Linked DNA regions of Mus musculus: all the other regions are linked to region 1. The links are chromatin contacts, called in public promoter capture Hi-C maps. All regions are on one chromosome and are shown on one strand. Each heading gives the region's core, a stretch centred on a gene start, on an enhancer-like site or on the middle of the called end of the contact. The rest is flanking DNA. Distances are from core to core; before and after follow the strand shown.

Region 1 (3,170 bases), core at 141-2,640:
GGTAAATCAAAATGCCCTCTGCACAAAGAGATTTCCTATCAGGAAATAAGTAACGGTTACTAACAGCTTTGTACTTCTACGGCGGTTTCATGTCTCTGAACCTTGATTTCTGCTCCTGTGAGCAGGGACAGCTCTGGAAGACCGGTGTGGACATGAGGCGATACATTCACGAAGTTCCTGGGTCAGTCTCGTTAAACGTTACCTGTTGGCATTTAACGCTTCTGCCCTGTACTAACTCCCTCCCTGAATTCACTAACACCCGGAGAGGCTGCGTTCCTCCTTGACCCCATTTCACCCAGGTGAAAACTGAGGCTCGGGCTGGAGCAAAGTGGGGGACGCGGCCCCCCAGTTCGAGGGCTGGCCGTTCCCTTCCGCGCTCCACAAGACACCGAGCAAAGGCTAGGCAAGGGTAGCGAGAAAGGCGCTCAGACAGACCCGTGAGGGAAAAGAAAGGACCAGTTTTGCGCGCCTAAGGGAACCTCAAAGAGCTGGACCGACTGGAAAGCCGGAAGAAACCCGGGGCCCCAATCCAGGCCAGAGCCAGGCCCCAGCCCGCCCGAGGCCTCCCCGGCGCAACCTCCGCTCCCTCCCCTCCTCCCCTCGCCGGTCGGGGCGGGGCGCAGCACAAAAGACTCCAACTTCCGAGCGGGCACCGGCCCACCCCCAACTCCCGGCCCGCGCCCGGCCGACCGACCGGAGGCGAGCTGCGAATACCAGGCGTCCAGGGGCGGGCGCGCGTGGCCCCGGGGCAGGCGACCCGGGGCGGCGGGCCCGGGAGGGAGCACAGAGGGAGGGGGCCGAGAGTTACTCCGGCTCCCAGGACTCCCGGGACCGCGGAGAGAAAGAGTTTCTAAAAATAGGCACCGGCCCGCCCGAGGAGGTGAGGAACGAAAAAGGCACACGGAACAGCCCGCCCGCACTCCTCAGGAGCGGCCCGCGGCCCCCACTCACCCGCGCCGAGGTCTGGAGGAAGCCGCGCGGCACCGAAGGGCGACGGCGCGTCTGCTCTCGGAGGGCGGGAGGGAAGAGGCGGCCCTGGCCGCCGCGTGAGGAGCCCGAGCACACGCGCGAGAGTCGCGACCGCTTCCGCCCCCTCGGCTTCCCTCGGCTCCGCACCCCGCGCCGCTCGCGCGCCCCGCCGCACTGACAGAGGCGCGAGCCCCGCAGCCGCGAGTCCTTCGCTCGGCCGCCACCAATGGGGCGAGCGCGGGGAGGGGGAGTGCTGGACAGGCGTCTGCACTCGGCCTGCCCGCCGCCCCGGCTCCTACCCGGTTCTCCTCTCGGTCCTCCGAATAGGATCCTGCCACCCGAGCACTCAGTCCCCAGCGCCGCCCTGCACGGGCCGGGCTCTCCAAACGCGTGGGCTCCCTGCACACCCCTCGCGCCGGGCTTTGGAAAGGTCCAGAGCTTCGGCGCGCAGAGGAGGAGGGCGGGGCCGGGGCGGGGTCTAGCGTGGGGTGGGGGGACGGAGGAGGCAGGCGGGGCTGAGGGAAAGGAGTTTGTGGCTTCCACCAGCCGGGTGCTGAAGGCGGGGCGGAGGGGGTCCCGAGGGCTGACGGGCGGGAGGACACGAGGGAGGAGCAGCAGGCTGAGGGCGGAGCCGGGGTGGGGGGGAAGAGCGTGCCCAGGGGAGGAGTCTGAGGGGCGGAGCTTGGGCCTACGGAAGCGGAGGCGGTGCTAAGAGGTTGCCGCCGGTCTGCAGGAGGTGGGCCTTGGTAACACCGCGGGCAGGACAGTCGGAGGTAGACCCTGGGCGGGAGCCGGAAGGAGGAAGATCCTAAGGGAGGAGCGCGGCGCGGGGGTGGCGCTTGATTGGGCGAGGCCTGGAGATGGAGCCCTCTCTGTTAGCTGGAGGCGGTGCGGCAGGGGCCAGAAGCAATTGGAGCGGTTATTTCACTTTCTAGGAATTAGAATGCTACCATTCGCTGGGAAGGCTTGGGGTTGGGCGGAGACGCTTCGATGTCTGGGGTCTCTCGTCAAAGGTGGAAAAAAAAAAAGCCTGATTAAGTAGTTTTGCCCTTATGGGATGAAATGTTTTCTTACTTAATCTGGGTGTTGGTTCTTCCTCCTAAATATTTATCATGTCAGGATCTCCCATTTGAATCAGTTTTTCAGTCTCCTGTCTCTCCCACTTACATCCCCAATTTGCCTCTCCAGACCATCAGGGGGTCTTCTGAGAGCAAAGAGGACCATTGTCAGCTATAGTCACAAATCTCCCAGAAAGCTGGAGACGTACTTATTTGTATTCCCCATTCCCTTCAGACCTGTGATTTCATTACCTGTTGGGAATTAGGACAGAGTTTGAGGCAGGGTCTCTGTAGCCCGGGCCAGCTTTGTACTTGCTCTGTAGCCGAGAATAATCTTGAACTCCTAATCCTCCCTGCTTCTGCCTTCCAACTGCTGGCATCACAGCGAGGCCAGGCCTCTTGAGTTCGGGAATGGGTGATTCAAACAGGTTCTCAGCCTTGAAGAGCAATCAGTCTTACTCACTAAACCATCTCCCCAGCGCCAAGACCAGGAATTCTTTACTGGTTTTTGTACATTACTGTGTTTCCAGACCTACTATGGTGATCAATAAACACTTCCATCAATCAGTCCAGCCCCTACCAACCTCCTCTGCTTTTTCTGGTTTTATCCAGCTCCTCACTTCCCTCTCTGTGTAACAGTCTTCCTATATTTGCTCAAATATACCATCTATTCTTTGTTGGGTTTCCTTGTCCGTTTGTTTTTTCAAGACAGGGTTTCTCGGGGTAGCCTTGGCTTTCCTGGAATTCACTCTGTAAACCAGGCTGGCCTCCACCTCATGTGCCACCACCGCTAGACTTTGGATATAGCAATCTATTAACTAACACCTCAGGCAGCCTTTTCACTCATCCCATATTCAGGAGGAGCCTCCTCCTCTGAGAAGCATTCTCTGAACTTGCAGCCCCACTGTCAGGCAAGCTGCCACTGGTGCCCTGCTCCGGTCGTGGCTTCCATTAGAAAAGATTGCAGATGATAGTCTGCTGCCACTGGGAATTCTGTGCACATTCTACAAGGTCCTGAATACCTTATCACCCGCTGCCACCCTCCTGACACTGTAAGCTTTAGTCTGCTATTTTGCTCCAGTTACTTCTTGGCTTTTTTCCTGGTCTTCTAAAATGCCAGGTATACTGCTTCTTGTGGGCCTT
Region 2 (3,064 bases), core at 320-2,819, 1.4 Mb before region 1:
GAGAAACCCTTGGGGGGGCGGGGGGGGGGGGGGGGGACACGACACGGACTGTCTAGCTAGATGCCTCAGCACTTAAAGCCAAGAATGACCATCTGAGTTCGATCTCTAAGTCCCACAAATTGGAAGCAGAGGGATAACTTCCTGGAATTTGCACAGGCCAAATAAATATGGCTTTCAACTAGGAAAAAAAAAAAGGAAGCTGTGGGAAAAATGGGTGGGTGGGGGGTGCACCACATTTAGGAATGAAAGGATTCAGGAGAAAAGTGTGCCAGAAGTACTTGCTGCGCCCCAAAGGTGGTCTGTTTCCTGCTAAAAGAGGCGCATCTCAAACCTTAAAGGGACACTGAAAGCAAAGATACTCTCAGATAGGAAAACAAATCCCCTCCCCCCCCCCCCCGGAGAAACAAGGTAGCTTGGAGAACTCATCAAAGAGTGCAGCCCCAAGACATACTTAAGGACACGTTAGTGAAGCCCCTTACAGATGAAACTGCAAACTATGTGCCAGAAGCATCAGGATTTGGAGAAGAGCCTGAAAGGGGTGCGCATTCCACACTAAAGGACTAAGAAAAAAAGAACTGACCCCCACATTCACTAACTTCTGAAAACATACCAGAGCTGAGGCCTGGACAGAGGTCGTCCTCCCTGGAGTTGTGGGATATAATAATAATAATAAAGTATTAGATAACTTTGGTTAGTGACCTGATTTCTGAGGAACCTACTAACGGACTGGACCCCAAATTGAAAAGGGAAAACTGTTAATTAGGTTTGAATATAGGAGTGTTCCCTCAGTATGGGGGAGCAAAGAAAAGAGAGTATGATTTCAATCCGTTTTCAGGGACGGTTAGAAATCGAGAGAAAAATCCCAAGATTAGAGATTTTAAGAGTGGAGGGACGCCCAGATTTTCCAAACTACAGAGAAAGGGGACACTCCCATATACAGGGTCGTGAGGAAAGGGTGTGCTTCCCAGATCAGGATAAGAAAGGCACTTCACGAAAACCCGTCCCCGCGGCAGAGGCAGCAGCTTAGGCCTCCCCCTATCTCGCGGACTAAGCAGGGGGTGCAGCCTCAGCACCCATCCCCACCCCCACTGCCCCGTTCCGCGCCCCGGGCCCGCACCTCGCGGCCCAGCCCCCTCGGGCCCCGCTGATTGGCCTGAGCGGCCGTCATTCCCGCGGGTAGCCGCAGTGATTGGGCGACGCTCGCACGCCCGCCACGCTCTCAGCAGCGGTCCCCGGGCCTCCCTCCGGGGCTGGGTGATCCGGGGGCCAGTCGGGGAACAGGAGTGAGCCAGGGTCCCGCAGTGGCCGGGGCGTCCGTCCCCGGTCCCGCCCGCACAGCGCGCGCGCGGCACGGGGCCTGCCCCCAACACGGCCCCAACCAGCTGGCTTCGCGTCGCCGCGCCTCGCCACGAGCTCACCTCACGGCCCCGCTCCTGCTGCGCCGCTCCAGACCAACCGACAGAAGGACTGTGCGCGCTGCGCACCACGTGACCCCGGGGACGCGCCCAGCGTATCCCCCGCCCCCCACACACACGCACCATCTCCACCGCCGAGTGACGCAGCCTCCCTACAGCCCCGCCCCGGGCCCCGCCCCTCCCGGTCGCCAGGACGACAGCGCGAGCAAGCCACGCCCACCTCCCTGAAGCGGGAACGCCGAGTCCGCACTCACCCGTGACGGCTGAGGTCACCAGAAGCATTGGCCTGGGTGCTGCCTATGTACCCTCTTAGTTCTCCTTCTAAATGGTGGAAAGTCGCCCACCTCCCTCTACCCCGTCTGTCACCACGCTCCACGGAGATCGTAGTCTTTACAGCTCACTACTTTCCCTCTTCCAATCCGCTCTTCACACGCAAGAGCTTATCAGAACGACTTGTTCCTTCTCCAGAAGAAGAGCTAAATCTTCAAGATCGATTGTCACCAGTCCGCCCTCTGTGCTCTGCCCCTATCAAGTCCTCATCTGAACCTTCTCACCTCTGCCTTTGCTCTCTCTCATCCTTAGAAAAGGATTCCAACGGGAACTGAAAAGAAAAAGCCGAATTTTGTCTCTAGGGAGCAAGGTCCAAGATGCCGCCACAACAAAAAAGAGGTTTCTCCAGTGGGACTTAGCAAGTGCTAACGAGAAGTGGTAAAATTGCTATTTACTGAGGCGATCATGCTTTGATTTGACACTGGGAGCAACCAAACTTGCACTTCTTAAATTATGTCTAATCGCATCATGTCCCTACACTACTTGTCAATCTAAGCCTTTGCTCATCTAACCACACTTGATGCTGTTTTTGTTTGTTTGTTTGTTTGTTTCTGAAACAGTTTCAATATGTGTAGCCTTGGCTAGACTGGAAATCAGTGTATAGACAGGTTTGTCTTGAACTCACAGTGATCCACATTTCTGCCCCTGACATACTGAGATTAAAGTCATTGTTCACTGTTTTCGTGTAGTGCCAGCCTGTTCTACAGAGTGAGTTCCACCACAGCCAGAGCTATACAGAGAAACCCTGTCTCAAAAAAAAAAAAAAGTCATTCTTCACACAAAAGCATAGCTCTCCAAGCAAAACATTTGCCCCCCCCCCCCAAAAAAAAAAGCCGGGCGGTGGTGGCAGCGTACACCTTTAATCCCAGTACTTGGGAGGCCAGCCTGGTCTACAGAGTGAGTTCCAGGACAGCCAGGAGTATACAAAGAAACCAAAAATAAAAAATAAAAATAAGATAAAATAAAAATTTTATTAGTAGAGCCCAGGTGTGGTGGCTCCTTTAATCCCATACATAGAAAATTCTAGGACAGCTAGGGTTATGAAGAGAAAGCCTCTCTCAAAGAGAACACTCTCTTACCTCTTATTCTCTTGCTCTTACTCTCAGCCTTCCCTACTCTCTTCCTCTCTCTGCCTTTCTACAATAAATGCCTTAAAACCAAAAAAAAAAAAAGGCCAGGCGTGGTGGCACAAGACTTTAATCCCAGCACTCAGGAGGCAGGTGGATTTCTGAGTTTGAGGCCAGCCTGGTCTACAAAGTGAGTTCCAGGAGGACAGCCAGGGCTACACAGAGAAATCCTGTCTCAAAGAAGAAAAACAA
Region 3 (2,951 bases), core at 44-2,543, 1.9 Mb before region 1:
GCGCCAGCCCCTGCCCCAGCGCCAACCCCATGGAGCCTCTGCCGCGGCCAGCCTGCGGGATGACTCCGCCCGGCCCGACCCGGACACCCCACCACTCACATTGCTTCAAGAGCTCCAGACACAAAGCCATGAGGGCCGGATGGGGGTCAGAGACCCAGAGACCCGGCAGAGACAGAAAAGGGAGAGGGAGTGACAAGGAGCAGAGAAAAGGGGCGACAGGGGATCGGGCAGAGAAGCAAAGGAGCAAGAGCCCCGGGCAGAGAAGGCTGAGGCAGGCGTTAGAGACAGCAATGAGACCACCGACACAGACGCGTGAAAGAAGCAGGGAGAGCAAGGGGGGTGGGGGGGACCGGGTCCAGAGAAGTGGGACGCTCGGAGAACAAGGAGAGACAGTGACAGCGACAGCGGACAAATCCAGGAAAGGCAGAGGTTCTTAAGTTAGGGAGCTGGGGAGACACTGGGGGTTCAAGGAGACCACTAAGGGATGTAAAAGGTTCTGATAGCTATGGGAGGCTCCGGAGAAGTGGGAAACCCTCCGGGAAATGCGGACTAGGTGGAGATAACCCCCAGGAAATCAGGGGCACATGCATCAAGAAGGACCCTCAAGATGTGTGGTAAGCTCAGGAAAGGCCTGGGGGAGTGGAGTGTGTTCTGAAGGAGAGGCCCCAAAAGATCTAGGGAGTCCAGAAGAATGGGGGTGCCAGAACCCGTGGCTGTAAGAGAGGAGAGGAGCGCTGGGAGAGGGGACCCGAGATCCTGGAGCGAGGGAGGGGCCGAGAGCGCGAGAGCAGAGACAAAGAGACAGCGAGCTAGGGAGAGACAAAGCGGGCTCAGCGGAGACACGGGCCCGAGGGCCAGTGGCCCGACAGAAGGACGGAAGCGCGGGCGAGCGGGCGGACGGACAGACGGACAGACGGGAAGACGGGGCAGGGCAGGGCCGGGCGGAGGCGGCGCCCGTCTCCTCGCGGGGCCGCGGCTGCTCCGGGTGGCGCTGGGCGGGCCCCGGGCGTCCGGGCTGAGGAGGCGGCGGCGGCGGCGGCGACGACGTGGGTCGGACAGACGGACGGAGTGACGGATGGACTGGCGGCAGCTGCGGCCAGCGGCGGGCACTCACCCTCCTCCCTCACGCGGCCCGGCCCGAGGCTCCGGTTTTGTACGCCCGAGAGGCGGGGCCTCCGGGTTAAAGCCCCGCGCCGGCCCCGCCCCTCGCGTCAGCCGCGCGCGCGTCGCCCGGGATTCCGGGGCCGCCAGGGGGCGCGCGCAAGCGGGACACAGCGCAAGCGCGCACGCGTACCGCGCGGCCCACGCCCTGGCCGGCCGGTCTTGAAAGGGAGTGCGCGCCCGCGCCAACTCGCGCATGCCCGAGTGAGGGGCTCCGCCCTCTCGAACCGCCCCGCCAAACCGGTTCCAGCTGGAACGCAATGCGTGGTCTGTACGGGAGTTGGAGTGGCCGTCCGTCCCTGCGGGCTCACCCTGGTGGCGACGCCTCGCTGTAGGTAGGGAAACTGAGGCTGAGGAGAGAGCCCACCGTGGGCTTTCTGTCCCGCACGCGGGTCCTAGCTACTCAGCCGCGCAGTTTCTAGTTGCCTCTTTGCCTCATCCCTTGCTGTGCTCCCAAGGGTCCTAAGGACGGGTTCAGTATCCCACTTGTGTGACCTTAGGTTAGATGCTTAACCTTTCTGTGCCTCTGTAAAATGTGACAACCGAGTGAGCCCCCTCCCCGCCCACAGACTGACAGTCCATTTACAGAAGGTTCTGCCAAGCACAGATCTTTGCTGCCTGGCAAGCCCGCTGGTTGCCTGCTTTCTGTACTGGGATCTGACAGAGGACTGTGGGAAATGAAGAAGGTAACACTGTTTCCAGTCTACCTTTTGCATTAAGACACAATAATGGCAAAAGCAACAAACTTACTTGATGCCAGCACTGTGCTAAGCACTCTAAAAGCAGGAGTTGGCTACACCATGCTATTCAGTTTCATTTGCTTTAGGTGAAAATACAAAGTAAATTCTTGAATGGCTATGACACCTCATGTGTTGCTGTGTCCTTTCGATTCAGTAACACTTCTTGCATAACCTTGGGCAAGTCCCCCTTTCTCTTTGGGATTCCCCAGTGCTGAGTATCCCCTGGAGAGAAACCAGGCAGAGACAGAATTTTCACCAGCAAGTCTTTGACCCTTTGATCCAGCTCACTCTCTTGAACAGAAGAACTAACTCACTGGCAGCTTCAATTTGGACTTCACCAAGTCTGAGACCTTGGTCCTAGAGGAATGTCAGCACCCTTCTCTGTTGGTCACCCCCCTCCCAGCCCCCCGCCTCAGGTCCTGTAAGGTGTGTATGGGGACGATTTTGTGACTGACTGAGTCCTTGCCCAAGTCAGGCTAGCATAGAGGAGCAGTTGGCTGACCCAGGCCTGAGGTGTAACACTGGCACATAGGCCTCAGACCCTCCTGCATGAGCCTGGGCTTCTAGGAGAGGGTAAAGGGTCCTTTCCAGATAGACTGGCAGCTGGTTTCCCCTTTGGGTCACCATTTTGGTAAATCCCTTGAAAACTTGAAGCCGGGCGTGGTGGTGCACGCCTTTAATCCCAGCACTTGGGAGGCAGAGGTAGGCGGATTTCTGAGTTCGAGGCCAGCCTGGTCTACAGAGTGAGTGCCAGGACAGCCAGGACTATACAGAGAAACCCTGTCTCGAAAAACCAAAAAAAAAAAAAAAAAAAGAAAGAAAGAAAGAAGGAAAGAAAGAAAAGAAAATTTGAACAGTGAAAAGCTGTGCATTCCTGCTTTTGTGTGTCAACTTGACACAAGCTAGAGTCATCAGAGAGGAAGGAGCCTCAGGTGAGGAAATGCCTCCATGAGATCCAGCTATAAGGCATTTCCCCAATTAGTGATCAGTCGGGGAGGGCCCAGTTCATGGTGGTCCTGGGTTCTATAAGAAAGCAGGCTGAGCAAACCA
Region 4 (3,219 bases), core at 103-2,602, 1.4 Mb after region 1:
CCCTCAGAAGGGAAGCCTCAAACAGATACACATTCTTGGCAAAGTGTATTCTGCTCCTCTGCAAACTGCCTACCCCCCATTGTAGTCACAGGGCTCAGTGTGATTTAAATATTCGAGGGTCACCGGCATAACAATCGCTTAAGCAGCTGCCTAAAGTACTGTTTCTCAGAGGAATCTCGAGTTCAGTGTGTTTAAAATGAGCCCTAGTGCCAATGTTTGAAACAAAGTCCCCAGGTATGCTCCCACCGGGCACTCTAGTAGTTTGAGAACCACTACTCAGGGTTCACATCGGTCCTTAGCGACTGCTTTCCGACACACACCTGGTTTAAATTGCCAACGCTCTAAATGCTTCTCGCGTCCTTGAAACCAGGGGCACTTTTCCCACCCCTACGGTGTCTTAGTGACCCACACACCTCTGCCCACGAAGAAGTCCGGGGAAGCACTTCCGACCTTTCCCGGAAACCTAACTCCCCGCAGAAGAATAAACGGGCGCTTTCCCCGGGACCCCCCGCTGCTGCTGCCAACGTGGGGGGAGGGGAGACTGGCGCCCGGGCGCTCGGAGGGGGGAGGAGCCGCTTGCCAGCTCGCCCCTCCGCAGGAATTCAAGGGGTGGGGGGATGCAGAGAAAAGGCGTCCCAGCCTCCTCGGGCCCGGGACCTCGGGAGCTCCACACCCGGGCGGCCCCGCCCCCTGCTGCGGTGGGCAGGGCCTCGCCCCTCCCCCGCCCGGGGAGCCGCGCGGAGCCCACCCCCTACGCCCCCCGCCGCGGCCCCCCGGGCAGCTCGGCTCACCAGGCGCGCGGCCTCGGCCCACGTGCGCTCCTTCTTCCTCTTCTGTTTGTCCTTCATCCTCCTCCTCCGCGGCGGCGGTGGCGGCTCCACGCGGGTCCTTCGGGCGGGGCGGACTGGGGCGGTGGCGGCGCGGGGCTGGGGCGGAGGCGGCGGCAGCGGCGGGGGGCGCGTGGCGGCGGCGGCGCGTGCGAGGGCTCGGGTGCGGCCGGAGAGGGCGGGCGCACCGGGACTGGCTAGAGCGAGACCCCGGCGCGAGGGTGGCGCTGGGGGGAGGGGCGGCGGCGGCTCCACGCGCCCGCGCTGCGTCAGTCGCCCACGGTGGCAGCGGCAGCGGCAGCCCCGCGATGGCTAAGGAATGCGGCGGCTCCGCATAACCACGGGGTCAGAGGTCACGGCTCCGGCCTCCGCGTTCCCGCGCTGCTGGGAAACCCAAGAGCGAACTAGTGGCGGGCGGGCCCGGATGGCGAGACGCGGCTTTCCTTTCGACGCTCGGATGCGTGCGTGTCTGCCGTGGGTATGTGTGTGTATGTGTGTGCCCGCGTGTGTGTGAGAGAGAAGAGTGAGGAGGGGGAGTGTGGGTTTTTTTTTTTTTTTTTTGAACAAAAACAAACCGAAAGGGTGGCTGGGATTTGTAGTCCTCACTGGCTTCCTGGCCTACCCCTCTCCGGAAGAAAATGGCTGCCTCAAGTGCTTGGACCACATTTCCCGGAGTGCCCCGGGCTCCTGTTTTCCGCCCACTTTCTTCCGTACCCCGCTGCGCTCCAAGCACGGTAAAGAAGGGGGCGGGAAGTCGGTCAGAAAAAGATGGGGCGGGGTCTCGCGAGGTTCGGGAACTAGCGGAGGCCTGAGGGTTTCTGGGAGGTGGTGCTGGGAAGGGGCGGTGGCTGGACTCCCCCCTGGCCGCGCGCGCGGTTAACCCGTTCAAAGCTTTTTTTTGATTCTGGTGGCGGGTCCAGTGCGGTTTCGGATCTGGAGTTGGTAGTCTGCTACCCTGCTTCCACTGCACCATCCCCCACCGCATACACAGTTCTCTTCTGGACTTCTGGTGGGTGACAAAAAGCAGGACTTTTCTTTTTGGCCCACCCTTAAATGAGTCAACTGGCGCATAGTAATAAGCAAAGAGACACTCATATCAGTAAAACGGTTATTGCACGATTGACCGACTTAGGTGATTAACCCATTTCCTCTTGTAATACCTCTGTGTGTTTGCAGAGAATGCACCTGCAGTTTCCAGCAGCGTTGCCGCCAGGTGAATTTGATGATCCGATAGTAGGTAAACACTGAAGGTCCATCCACAGAAATCTAAATGCACCTGAGTGTATATTTAGACGCAGTTGCCCGGAGAGAGGTCAAGTCCTAATGTCAGCCAACCTAGATTTAGAATCCTAGTTGTGACTCCTTGACTACTCCTAACCCCGCTGAGCCTGTTTGATCAATGTTAGCATAGTATCCCACAACCTTGATGGGGTACAAATTAGCATGAAGTATCTAGAAGATGGGAGAGAATGTGGAAGATCCTGATATTAGGCTCATGTAATTTGGCTTCTGCTGTAGAATAAATGAGAGCTGTTATTACTACACAGTGGGCAATGGAGCCTCTGTTCCTTGATTGCAGTGACAGGATGATAAGGTTTGAAGCACCCAGAACATTATTTTTCTGTGTTTGTTGGCCCAAAGTACAGAAACATCTCTACAGTCTTGAACTGGATTGATGGCCAGGTTTTACAGTTTTTGAAAGGTTTATGTGGGTAAAAAAACACCCTGTACTCTTGTGGTGTTAGTACACAGGCAGCCAGTGCTGAGACGAAGAAATCACCCAGCAGTCCAACCCTTGTACCTAAAGGACTCAGCGGTCCTTATTAGTGCTCACCCAAGACTCAAATTCAATAAACAGAAACACTCTTCTCATTTCATCCCAAAAGCGAGGGGAGAACTACATCTAAAATTATTTTATTGTTATTGTTTTTGACATTTTAGGTTTTGTTTTTGAGACAGACACCTGACTGGCCTGGAACTCACTGTGTAGACCAGGTTAGCTCTGGACTCAGATCCACCTGCCACTGCCTTCCAAGTGCTGGGATTAAATTAGGTGTATATTAGGACTCTGTTGGTGGGGAGAGAGTTGAACTGAGGACCTCCCACAATCCCTGAGCATATCCTAACACCATTTCACTATTTTTTTATTTTGAAACAAAAACTCACAATATGGACAGGCTGGCGTCAATGGGCTTCTATTGTCTTACCTCTGCCTCCCATTAATACATGTGAGATTAAAATGCATGCCCCACTAACCCTGGCCTTTGGTAGTTTTGCTTATAGTTTTTCAATCTGCAGCTGAGACAATCACCTCTGAGAGGATAGTGGTTCAGATGTTTTGAATTGATCCATAGCTCCAACAAAGCCACACACTTGGAAGGGTTGAATAGGG
Region 5 (2,945 bases), core at 378-2,877, 1.6 Mb after region 1:
GTACGCTCAAGCAAGTGCTCCACAAAAGGGGTTACAATCCGCAAAACCTTGAACATTTTTACCTGATTTCTGGGGTTATAAACAAGGAACCTAATTTAAAAAAAAAAAAAAAAAAGTCAGCCGTCTGCTAACAGGACAGACTCCTTTCATGAATTAACCTGGCCCTGTTTAGAGAAAACCAACATCAAATAACTTAAGCAAGAATTTTCCTTCAGTAGAGTCAAATGTCACAAGCTTTTTCTCTGAGTCTTTCTTGTCATTCACTACCACGATGGAATTAATTTTATCTTCTGAGGCAGCAATGTACAAGACCACCCAGGAAAATTCACTTTCGACTTTTGTTCTCATTTCTTGGCAAACAGAATTTGAGGTGAACTTCTCTTAGAAAATCTGACCTTCAAAAACTTAATTCTGTGGTTGATAAACAGAAGTCAGCTAGTGACTCATCCTTCAGGCACAGGTATATTACCTCCACTCTCATCCACAAAGAGACTTAATTCTAGTCAGCTTCATGATAGTGACCCTTTATCTGTAAGGAGCTGTGTGGAGTGGGAGGGGGATACAGACAGGCAGGGCCAGAGGTGTTTTTAAACGGTAACCCAGGGACCACCTCCATTATAAACACAGGACTGTTTGTGAGACTATAGATTCCTGAGCATGGCCTAAGGTATTGCAATCTTTGGGAGTGATGCTCAGGAAACTATTTAAACATGCCTCCCCACCAACAACCCAAGATCCCCGTGCACAGTGGGGTTTAAGAACCAATCGGATAAAAGCACTTTAGGAGAGACAGATTTTGACAGAAAAGGCAGGAGAAGGGCAGGGCCTGGGGATGGGATGATGGGCATGGGATGCCCTGGTACAGCAGCAATCAAGCGGGATGCGCTATGGGAACCGCTGAGGGTGCAGGTAAGGACAAGGCTCGGGCTGGTGCGAGCAAGGTGGCACCCGCAGACTGGTTAGGCTGATGGGTATGTGGAGAGCTGGGTATGAACGTGAGGAGGAGGAGCGAAGGCAGAAATAACGGGGGCCTCTCGGGAGGAGACAAAGCCTGGAGGGGAAGAAATGGGAAATAGGGGTGACAAGGGGCGGGAACGAAAGCTGAAATGAGAACCGTGAAGGCATGAGCCGAAGTCTTCCTTCCAAGCGGCACCTCCCCTAAAACTCCAGGCCCTGACAAGCCTAGATGCCATGCCAAGGCTAGAGAAAGGGACTTTGTAGAGGCCGACCCAGTCAAGGGTAACCCGAGCAGGGGTTCTGGAGGAGGCTGGGAACCAGGCATGGGGCGCTGGAAGGTCCTGGGCTATCCAGGGGGGCCCTGCTCCAGCTCCGGTTCCCGGAGTCTCCTTCACTCACCATCGCCGCCGCCATCTTGGATCCACGTGTCGGCGTGATGACGTCAGCGGAAGTGGTGCTTCTGTGGTTACGGAGTGTAGCTCCACTAAGGGGACTCCTGGCTTCAGATTCTTCTGTAGTCGCAGTAGTGAGGAGGTAAAAGAAGCTTAATTTCTCCTTGGCAGATTGGCCTTGGCAGTGAGGTCTCTGACTAGGTGAAGAGAACGTACGGTGTAACTATTGGAGCCATATTGACTTCTGGCAGACCCGCTCCTCCGCCTACTCCTTTTGCATTGTGGGTAATGGGGGTGTGTGGAAATAGGCGCGCTCCCTGGATGCTTTCTTTAGTATTGGCAGAAAGAGTCGTTGCCAGGGTTACCCGGGACCTTAATTGTGAAACGGAAAGCATGGTAAACCCTCTCTGACAGCTTCTGATTTAGAGTAATTTGTAATTATATGTTTAAATATTTATTTGACTATAATATAGTCTTACTAATCGGCCGTAATAACTATGAAGGTAGGACTCTGTCTTTCCCTTACACTGCGTTTTTGTCGTCAGTGAAATGGGGCAGAGATTTCTAGATTTTTTTTTTTTTTTTTTTTTTTTGGTTTTCCGAGACAGGCTGGCCTCGAACTCAGAAATCCGCCTGCCTCTGCCTCCCGAGTGCTGGGATTAAAGGCGTGCGCCACCACGCCCAGCTCTAGATTATTTTTATAATTGGCTTATGTTAAGTATCCACTGACACAATCATATAAAGTATTCAATAAATAATTGTCATTATATAACGTATGTACATTCCTTCACACATATGGTAGGTGTCCCAAACAATATGCTTTGTTAAATGAGTGAATGAAAAGCAGAACACTTAGTGAAAGGAGACATTTTTCAATGTGGACTTCTCCATTCTAACTGGCTTAATGTATGACTTGAAGCAAGTCACTTAACCATCTTAAACTTAACTTTCCAGTATTGACTTAAAAGGGTCTGGGGAGGACTCAAAGGATCATAATGGAGAAAGACTGTTTGGTTCATATATACCACTGTAAAGTGTACAAAGAGCCAGTGCGGTCTTCTTAGATGGATCCAAAAAGCTGTTAAGAGAGTAGTAATGAGTTCTGAGGATATAGTTAATTTAGCAGATAGCCTGCCTAATCTTTAGCACTGGGACTTGTAATCCCCAAACTCAGAAGGTCCAGCAAGAAGAGTTCATGGTTATCCTGGGACATGTGAGACCTTGCCTCAGTCATCATCGTTACTATCATCTTTATCATTATCCGTGTTCAGTGGCTCACACTGGTAATTTTTGCGCTCAGGATGCTGAGGAAGGAAGGCATGGTGAGTTCAAGACCATCCTGAGCCATAAAGAGAGCCACGGGCTAAACAGAAAACTCAGCATTGCTTAAGTACTGTGCCAAAACTGGTCTTAAGATTTTTAGTTATCTCTTCTGCACCTTGGCAAGGAACAGCTGAGCTCTGACCACCACTGTGGTCAGTACTGATTACTACCGTGGTGGATTTTTTTCTGCATAAATGTCTACTAACAAGCCTCTCCTTCTTGCATGTTATGAGCATACTGGTTCTCCTGTCAAAAGGTGAATTTTTTTCTCTT
Region 6 (3,070 bases), core at 418-2,917, 1.2 Mb before region 1:
TTTGTATCCACTCTGCTGCCCCCATACACATAATTAAAACAAAATTTTGTTGTTGTTTTTTGTTTGTTTGTTTGTTGTTTTTCGAGACAGGGTTTCTCCGTGTAGCCCTGGCTGTCCTGGAACTCACTTTGTAGACCAGGCTGGCCTCAAACTCAGAGATCCGCCTGCCTCTGCCTCCCAAGTGCTGGGATTAAAGGCGTGCGCCACCACACCCGGCTTAAAACTAAATATTTTTTACATGGGAGCATGGTTCCACAGGTAAGGAGTTGGCCTAATGATTCTAACCCACACGAAGGCTAAAGACATCTCCACAACGTCCTCTATAGCCTTCACGTGTCCACCAGGCGCAACTGGTTAGTAGCAAAGCGGAAATCAAAGTCTAATTCAATTCCAAATTCTATTCTCATTTCATTAGCTGCCAAAATCAAAAAATATAAAACTCACAGCACTGCAGAGCATTTCCTAAGGGGAATGAATTAATGACATCCACACCTGAAGCTTTCTGAGGTAATTTGAGCAAAATGTGACAATATGTTCCTGCAGCACAGGGTGTAGATGTACCAGTAAGACAGTGCAGAGCTGGCCTTGATTTTTGTTAAGAAAACTATCGATTTGGTAATATTATCAATCCTACTTCATAAGCTTTCTCAGGGCCCAGCCTAGACTCACAGGCCTGAAATCTCAACACTGACTGGCTGCATAAGACGCTGGGTTAAAAAAAAAAGCAGCCCTTTTATTGAAACGTGAGTTGCAACCCTGACCTCCATATCTTACAGGCTAACGTATAAACAGCAAACTAAAGGCAATCTAGTTAAGTCATAATATTCGTAGGGGGTTCTAGCTCATTGTGAAACTTGATTTATAAGTGCTTGTTTCTTCGTGCATAAAACGTGAATATACAGAACGCACACCATAGATCGCTGCATGGATTAAAGGGGCCTTTGTAGGTAATGCATTTAATAGAGCTGTCATCTTTCGACTATTCAGTAACTTTTTTTTAGTTACTAGTAGTCATCATAGGGCATAAGAGTTGAAAAAAAAGGACATGATTTCTAACAAGCCCAGAACAAGAAAGAGTGGCAGAACACTGACTTGGGCAAAGTTCGCAAAAGGCAAGAATCTGATCAGTTGAGCCTGGAGCAGGCCTCAAGAAAGATTTTTAAAGAAGTGATCTTTGAGTTCTGAAAAATCAAAGTTCTGATAATGGGGCAGTGGGCTGAGAGCGGACTTTCAGGGGAAGATCACATGCAAAGCCGTATGAGCACAGGGCGCTGCAAAACTCCCGGGTGCACGGAGCGTGATCCGCAGGGCGCGCAGCATCTCATCCCGTCAGCTCCGGGCTACGACAGTGGGCCACCCGAGTGTGAGGTTCTCTGGGCGGCGGCTGCAGCAGGAAACTGAGGCAGGCAGGCCCCGACCACTGGGACAGGTCCCAGCCCCTCTCTGGGCCCGGGGTGCCTCCCGGGATACAGGAAGCCGCTGTCCAGGCGACATCCCCGCGGGCGCCCAGGCCCTGGACCTCGGACCGTTACGCTCAGCGCCTCCCGCCTGCCCCTGCCCACCTCACCAGAGTCGGTTCCCGGGGATCCCGAAGCGCTCCGCAGCTACCGAGGCCGCTGCAGCAACCTGCAGGCCCGGCCTGGGGCCGCCCTCAGTCTGGAGGCCAGGCCCCGCCCGTCAAACTCCCGCCCTTTCGTGGGGAACCGCCCAGCCCAGTCCAGCCGAGCGCCGGGAATGAGTGCGCCGCTGCAAACCTCTCGCCATATTAAGTACTGGCAGCCAACTTACTAGAGAAGCCCAAAAGGAAAGGGGGGGATATAGTGAGACCAAGGTCGCTCTCCAAAAGTAAAGACAGTCACCGTCTCTGAATTCTAGCACTGAACGTTCTGAGGTGGAGAAGAAACACTCGCCCGTAAGCTCCCGCCTGTGGCTTCAGAGTTAAGTACTGCGCATGCGTGTAGCCAAGGTCTCGGTGCACCTGCGCACTGTCTCACCAACAAAGCCAAGTACAGTAACTGGGTGAAAGCACCTAGCTCCAGTTAAATCTGGGCAAACGAATGTCTCAGCTTTAGATCTTTACTGATCCTCCACGCAGCCCCAGGAAACAGAACATTCGCAAACAACTGTGTCGTTGGCTACTTTGTCCGGTTATGACTACCGCTACTTGACTGCGTTCCGCTAGGAACGGGGAGTTATTTTGATAATATATTGTACAATCATTATTGACGCATTTTCTTAGCATTGATTTTTTTCATTTATTTATTTATTTATTTTGGTTTTTCGAGTCAGGGTTTCTCTGTGTAGCCCTGGCTGTCCTGGAACTCACTCTGTAGACCAGGCTGGCCTCAAACTCAGAGATCCGCCCGCCTCTGCCTCCCAAGTGCTGGGATTAAAGGCGTGCGCCACCACTGCCCGGCTTTTCTTTCTCTTTCTCTCTTTCTCTCTTTCTCTCTTTCTCTCTTTCTCTCTTTCTCTCTTTCTTTCTTTCTTTCTTTCTTTCTTTCTTTCTTTCTTTCTTTCTTTCTTTCTTCCTTCCTTCCTTCCTTCCTTCCTTCCTCCCTCCCTCCCTCCCTCCCTCCCTCCCTCCCTCCCTCCCTTCCTTCTTCCCCTTCTTTCTTTCTTTCTTCCTCCCTCCCTCCCTCCTTTCTTTCTTCCTCCCTCCCTCCCTCCCTTCTTTCTTTCTTTCTTTCTTTCTTTCTTTCTTTCTTTCTTTCTTTCTTTCTTTCTTTCTTTCTTTCTTTCTTTTGTGTGTGTGTGAATTTTTTATTCATTTATATTAGTACACTGTAGCTGTCTTCAGACACACCAGAAGAGGGCGTCCGATCCCATTACAGATGGTTGTGAGCACCATGAGGTTGCTGAGAATTGAACTCAGGACCTCTGGAAAAGCAGTCACTGCTATATAACCCCTGAGCCATCTCTCCAGGCCAGCATTAAATTTTTATTTGATTCCCAGTTGGTTATAATTTTAGTAGAGACAAAACAAACAAATAAGCAAAAACAAAGAAATGAATCATCTCAGTATATACCAAGACACGAGGTGGGACTTGACACTTCGATTCAATTCCTG
Region 7 (2,957 bases), core at 238-2,737, 1.5 Mb before region 1:
GAGGAGGAGGAAGAGGAGGGGGAGGGGGAGGAGGAGGAGGAGGAGGGGGAGGAGGAGAGTGCCAAAGTTAGTATGAGGCCAAGCAGAGCAATTCAGTCAGAAGCCAAGAGAAGCTGAATGAACCCGGTCATTCTGGAAGACTTAGTTGTCCGGAGGAGGATAGAAGCCTAGAACTTCGTGGGCTGCCCAGAGCTGTGGACTCACAATGCTTGGGTACCACGCTCATCTCATCCCATCATCCCAAGCATCCTTACCAACCGCTCCATCTCCCTAGCTCTGAAAGCTCTGTCTTTTCCAGAGCTTGATTTACTCCACCTGACAACTGTGAGGCAGGCACTATTTATTGCTGGGGGTGTTAAAGCAAAGAAAAGATGTTTCCTGACACCTGATTCCGACACTCTAGACAGCAGCTAGTCAACAAAGATATACTATAAACTGTATGTGTAATTTAAAAATTTCAAAGTAGTTGTATTTTAAAAGTAAAAAGACACAGGTAAAATTTAATAATATAGTTTATTTGACCCCCATATATACAAAATTACATAACATACTCAAATATGTAATAAATACAAAATATTTTTCTTTTCCTACAGACACATGCGTAATTCTACATTTTAATACATCTCAATTTCGGGGTATTTACCTTTCAAAGATTCAGTAAATACAAGAAGCTAATGGCCACCATCTGGGACATCGTTAATTACAGTTTACTTATTAAACTTTTTTCAAAGATGTATTTACTTATTTTATGTATTCACCGCTGTTCTTTTCAGACACACCAGAAGAGGGCATCAGAGCCCATTGTAGATGTAAGCCACCATGTGGTTGCTGGGAATTGAACTCAGGACCTCTGGAAGAGGAGTCAGTGCTCTTAACTACTGAGCCATCTCTCCAGCCCCCCACTTATTAATCTTAAAGTTAAAGTAGTACCCACTGAATCTCTTTCTCTTGGTTTTCGAGGACAAGCAAAAACAATGACAAAGAAGCCCTGAGCACTTGTTTGGGGGCAGGAAAGTCTGAAGACTCTTGCCCAAATACTTTGTCCTTCTCAAAATAAAGTGAAATCAATTGCACCTATGCAGGCGACAGTATATGTGTGTGTGTGTGTGTGTGTGTGTGTGTGTGTGTGTGTGTGTGTGTGTGTGTTTAATGAGATTCTCAGCTCAATTTATAGCTCAGGAGGTGTCCTTTAGCTCTAGGATTACGGGCTTGAGAGATCTTTTTAAAAGTAATTGGAGCCCCTGTCCCGCTGTCCCACCCAGGGCATCCGCCCAAGCTCCGACAATCCCCTAGCCAACCATCACCCTCCTTTACCCAGGACTGTCAGCGCTACCCCCAGATCCTGCCTGGTCAAGTAGGGACCAGCATCTACCCTAGGAGGCGCAGGTCACCTGCACGCCAGGGCGGTCCTTCGGTTGGGGTGTCTCCGCCTTTATCTCCTTAATCGAGGCCGGACTCTCCTTGTCTTCCTCTGATCTGGAATCCGATCCCGACTCAGATTTCGACTCTGTCGTGTCCGACTTGTCCGCCGGCTCCAATGGGGACCTTGCAGTGCCGCCATCCTTAGTGTCAGTAGAGCTGATGTCTACGGACTTCCCCAGATCAAACTTCACGTGACTGGTAGAGGAGGCGGCTTCCGGATTCGCGGATCGGTTCATTTCCGGCCACCGAGGAGCTTCGCGGGTCGAGGTAAGCTGGGCTTGCCCGCAGCCTGTCCTGAGTCCGCGTCCCGCTGGGGTGCCCGGGCCCTGCCCTTCAGCGGCCCTCTGTTACCTCCTTCCGGTGCAGACGCAGGCGAGGCGCCGGACTGCGAAACAAAGGGGGACGCCAACAGCCGTAGTCATGGCGGCGCCGCAGCCCAGCCAGGACCCCCAAAGCCCCGCGGCGCCTCCCGAGCAGCAGGAAGGAGCCGGCGACTGTGCGGCCCCGTCGCCCGATTCCGGGAGCTCCCCGGCCCCGGAGCTCCCCGGCGCGCCCGCAGCTTTGAACACGGCGCCCTACGCTGACGCCGCCCTGCGGCCCGGAGCCTCTCGGCCCGGCCCCGAGACCTTTCGCCAGCGCTTCCGGCAGTTTCGCTACCAGGACGCGGCCGGGCCCCGGGAAGCCTTCCGGCAGCTGCGGGAGCTGTCCCGCCAGTGGCTGCGGCCGGACATCCGCACCAAGGAGCAGATCGTGGAGATGCTGGTGCAGGAGCAGCTGCAGGCCATTCTACCGGAGGCGGCCCGGGCTCGGCGGCTGCGGCGCCGCGCGGACGTGCGCATCACCGGCTGAGCGGCGGAGCCTGGGGCTCCCTGGACTGACACCCTACCCCTGAGTTAATAAAAGTTGAATTTTGACAGCTCCCATGTCTGCTGTGTCTTGCGTTCGTTCTTTATTTATTGGGTTTATTTTACGAACTTGTTGCCCACCTTTCCAGCTGATAGCTAGAGGATTCTGGGAACCTGTAAGATTAAGGCTTTTGATTAGCTATTCCTGGACCACTGCATTTGCGCGAAGCTGTGCCCTTAGGCAGGAAATCTACCTAGATCTAGACCACATTCAGTTTTTCTAAACCTGCATGAGTTTTGTTTTGCAAAAGGCCATGTTAATGAGGTTTCAGTTTTCTAGCCTTCTATTCTCCCCTCTGCCTCACACTATCTAGTATCCGAGCTTCAGCAGATGGCAGTACACAGCGGTTTCGAAGCTGAGCAGTAAAATAACTGGCCCTATTAAATGCTTTATTTAGTTGGTTGTTGTGACTCATACTTTAAACCTCAGCACTCAGGAAGCAGAGGCAGGAGGGTCTCTGAGGCCAGCCTGGTTTTTACATAGTGTGTTCCAGCCAGGGCTATGTAGACCCTCTCAAAAACAAACTCAAGCAACAGAACTGATATTGCCAAGGAAAGCGAACTCTCGTTTCACTTTATGCTTAAAGATCAGTAACTGGAATCAGTACAACTGGACAACAGTGTTTTCCC

Evidence for each region. Promoter capture Hi-C pulls out the DNA fragments that hold promoters and counts their contacts. Capture Hi-C pulls out chosen DNA fragments and counts their contacts.
Region 2: a promoter capture Hi-C map of cranial neural crest shows a contact between it and region 1. The contact joins the promoter of Phf20 here to the promoter of Raly in region 1. A contact is called at or near these places in 2 of 39 promoter capture datasets (cranial neural crest and pre-B cells).
Region 3: a contact with region 1 is called in a promoter capture Hi-C map of liver, with 5 times the contacts expected there. The contact joins the promoter of 4930405A21Rik here to the promoter of Raly in region 1. A contact is called at or near these places in 2 of 39 promoter capture datasets (liver and pre-B cells), 2 of 115 datasets of contacts at active chromatin or transcription factors (cardiomyocytes and thymic regulatory T cells) and 1 of 9 other capture datasets (liver).
Region 4: a promoter capture Hi-C map of pre-B cells shows a contact between it and region 1, with 3 times the contacts expected there. The contact joins the promoter of Asxl1 here to the promoter of Raly in region 1.
Region 5: a contact with region 1 is called in a promoter capture Hi-C map of pre-B cells, with 2.9 times the contacts expected there. The contact joins the promoter of Tm9sf4 here to the promoter of Raly in region 1.
Region 6: a contact with region 1 is called in a promoter capture Hi-C map of liver, with 2.3 times the contacts expected there. The contact joins the promoter of Cep250 here to the promoter of Raly in region 1. A contact is called at or near these places in 1 of 39 promoter capture datasets (liver) and 1 of 9 other capture datasets (adipose tissue).
Region 7: a contact with region 1 is called in a promoter capture Hi-C map of pre-B cells, with 4 times the contacts expected there. The contact joins the promoter of Scand1 here to the promoter of Raly in region 1. A contact is called at or near these places in 2 of 39 promoter capture datasets (liver and pre-B cells) and 1 of 484 Hi-C or Micro-C datasets (B cells).

Annotation. Positions count from the first base shown.
Region 1 is chr2:154,789,330-154,792,499 of GRCm38.p6, reverse strand. Raly (hnRNP-associated with lethal yellow) reads right to left here and starts at 1,390. Exons shown (of 8, transcript NM_001139511.1): 1 at 952-1,390.
Region 2 is chr2:156,195,152-156,198,215 of GRCm38.p6, reverse strand. Phf20 (PHD finger protein 20) reads right to left here and starts at 1,569. Exons shown (of 18, transcript NM_172674.2): 1 at 1,419-1,569.
Region 3 is chr2:156,719,251-156,722,201 of GRCm38.p6, reverse strand. 4930405A21Rik (RIKEN cDNA 4930405A21 gene) reads left to right here and starts at 1,293. Exons shown (of 4, transcript NR_040505.1): 1 at 1,293-1,496. The region is part of intron 7 of Dlgap4 (DLG associated protein 4); the gene reads right to left.
Region 4 is chr2:153,343,963-153,347,181 of GRCm38.p6, reverse strand. Asxl1 (additional sex combs like 1) reads right to left here and starts at 1,352. Exons shown (of 13, transcript NM_001039939.2): 1 at 792-1,352. The coding sequence starts at 848. 2500004C02Rik (RIKEN cDNA 2500004C02 gene) reads left to right here and starts at 1,372. Exons shown (of 2, transcript NR_040318.1): 1 at 1,372-1,561.
Region 5 is chr2:153,159,983-153,162,927 of GRCm38.p6, reverse strand. It overlaps Tm9sf4 (transmembrane 9 superfamily protein member 4), which reads right to left and starts at 1,627. Exons shown (of 18, transcript NM_133847.3): 1 at 1,357-1,627. The coding sequence starts at 1,371.
Region 6 is chr2:155,955,155-155,958,224 of GRCm38.p6, reverse strand. Cep250 (centrosomal protein 250) reads right to left here and starts at 1,667. Exons shown (of 33, transcript NM_001130000.1): 1 at 1,568-1,667.
Region 7 is chr2:156,311,234-156,314,190 of GRCm38.p6, reverse strand. Scand1 (SCAN domain-containing 1) reads left to right here and starts at 1,487. Exons shown (of 2, transcript NM_020255.3): 1 at 1,487-1,689; 2 at 1,789-2,345. The coding sequence starts at 1,843. The coding sequence ends at 2,271. It overlaps Cnbd2 (cyclic nucleotide binding domain containing 2), which reads right to left and starts at 1,718. Exons shown (of 13, transcript NM_027585.2): 1 at 1,392-1,718. The coding sequence starts at 1,658.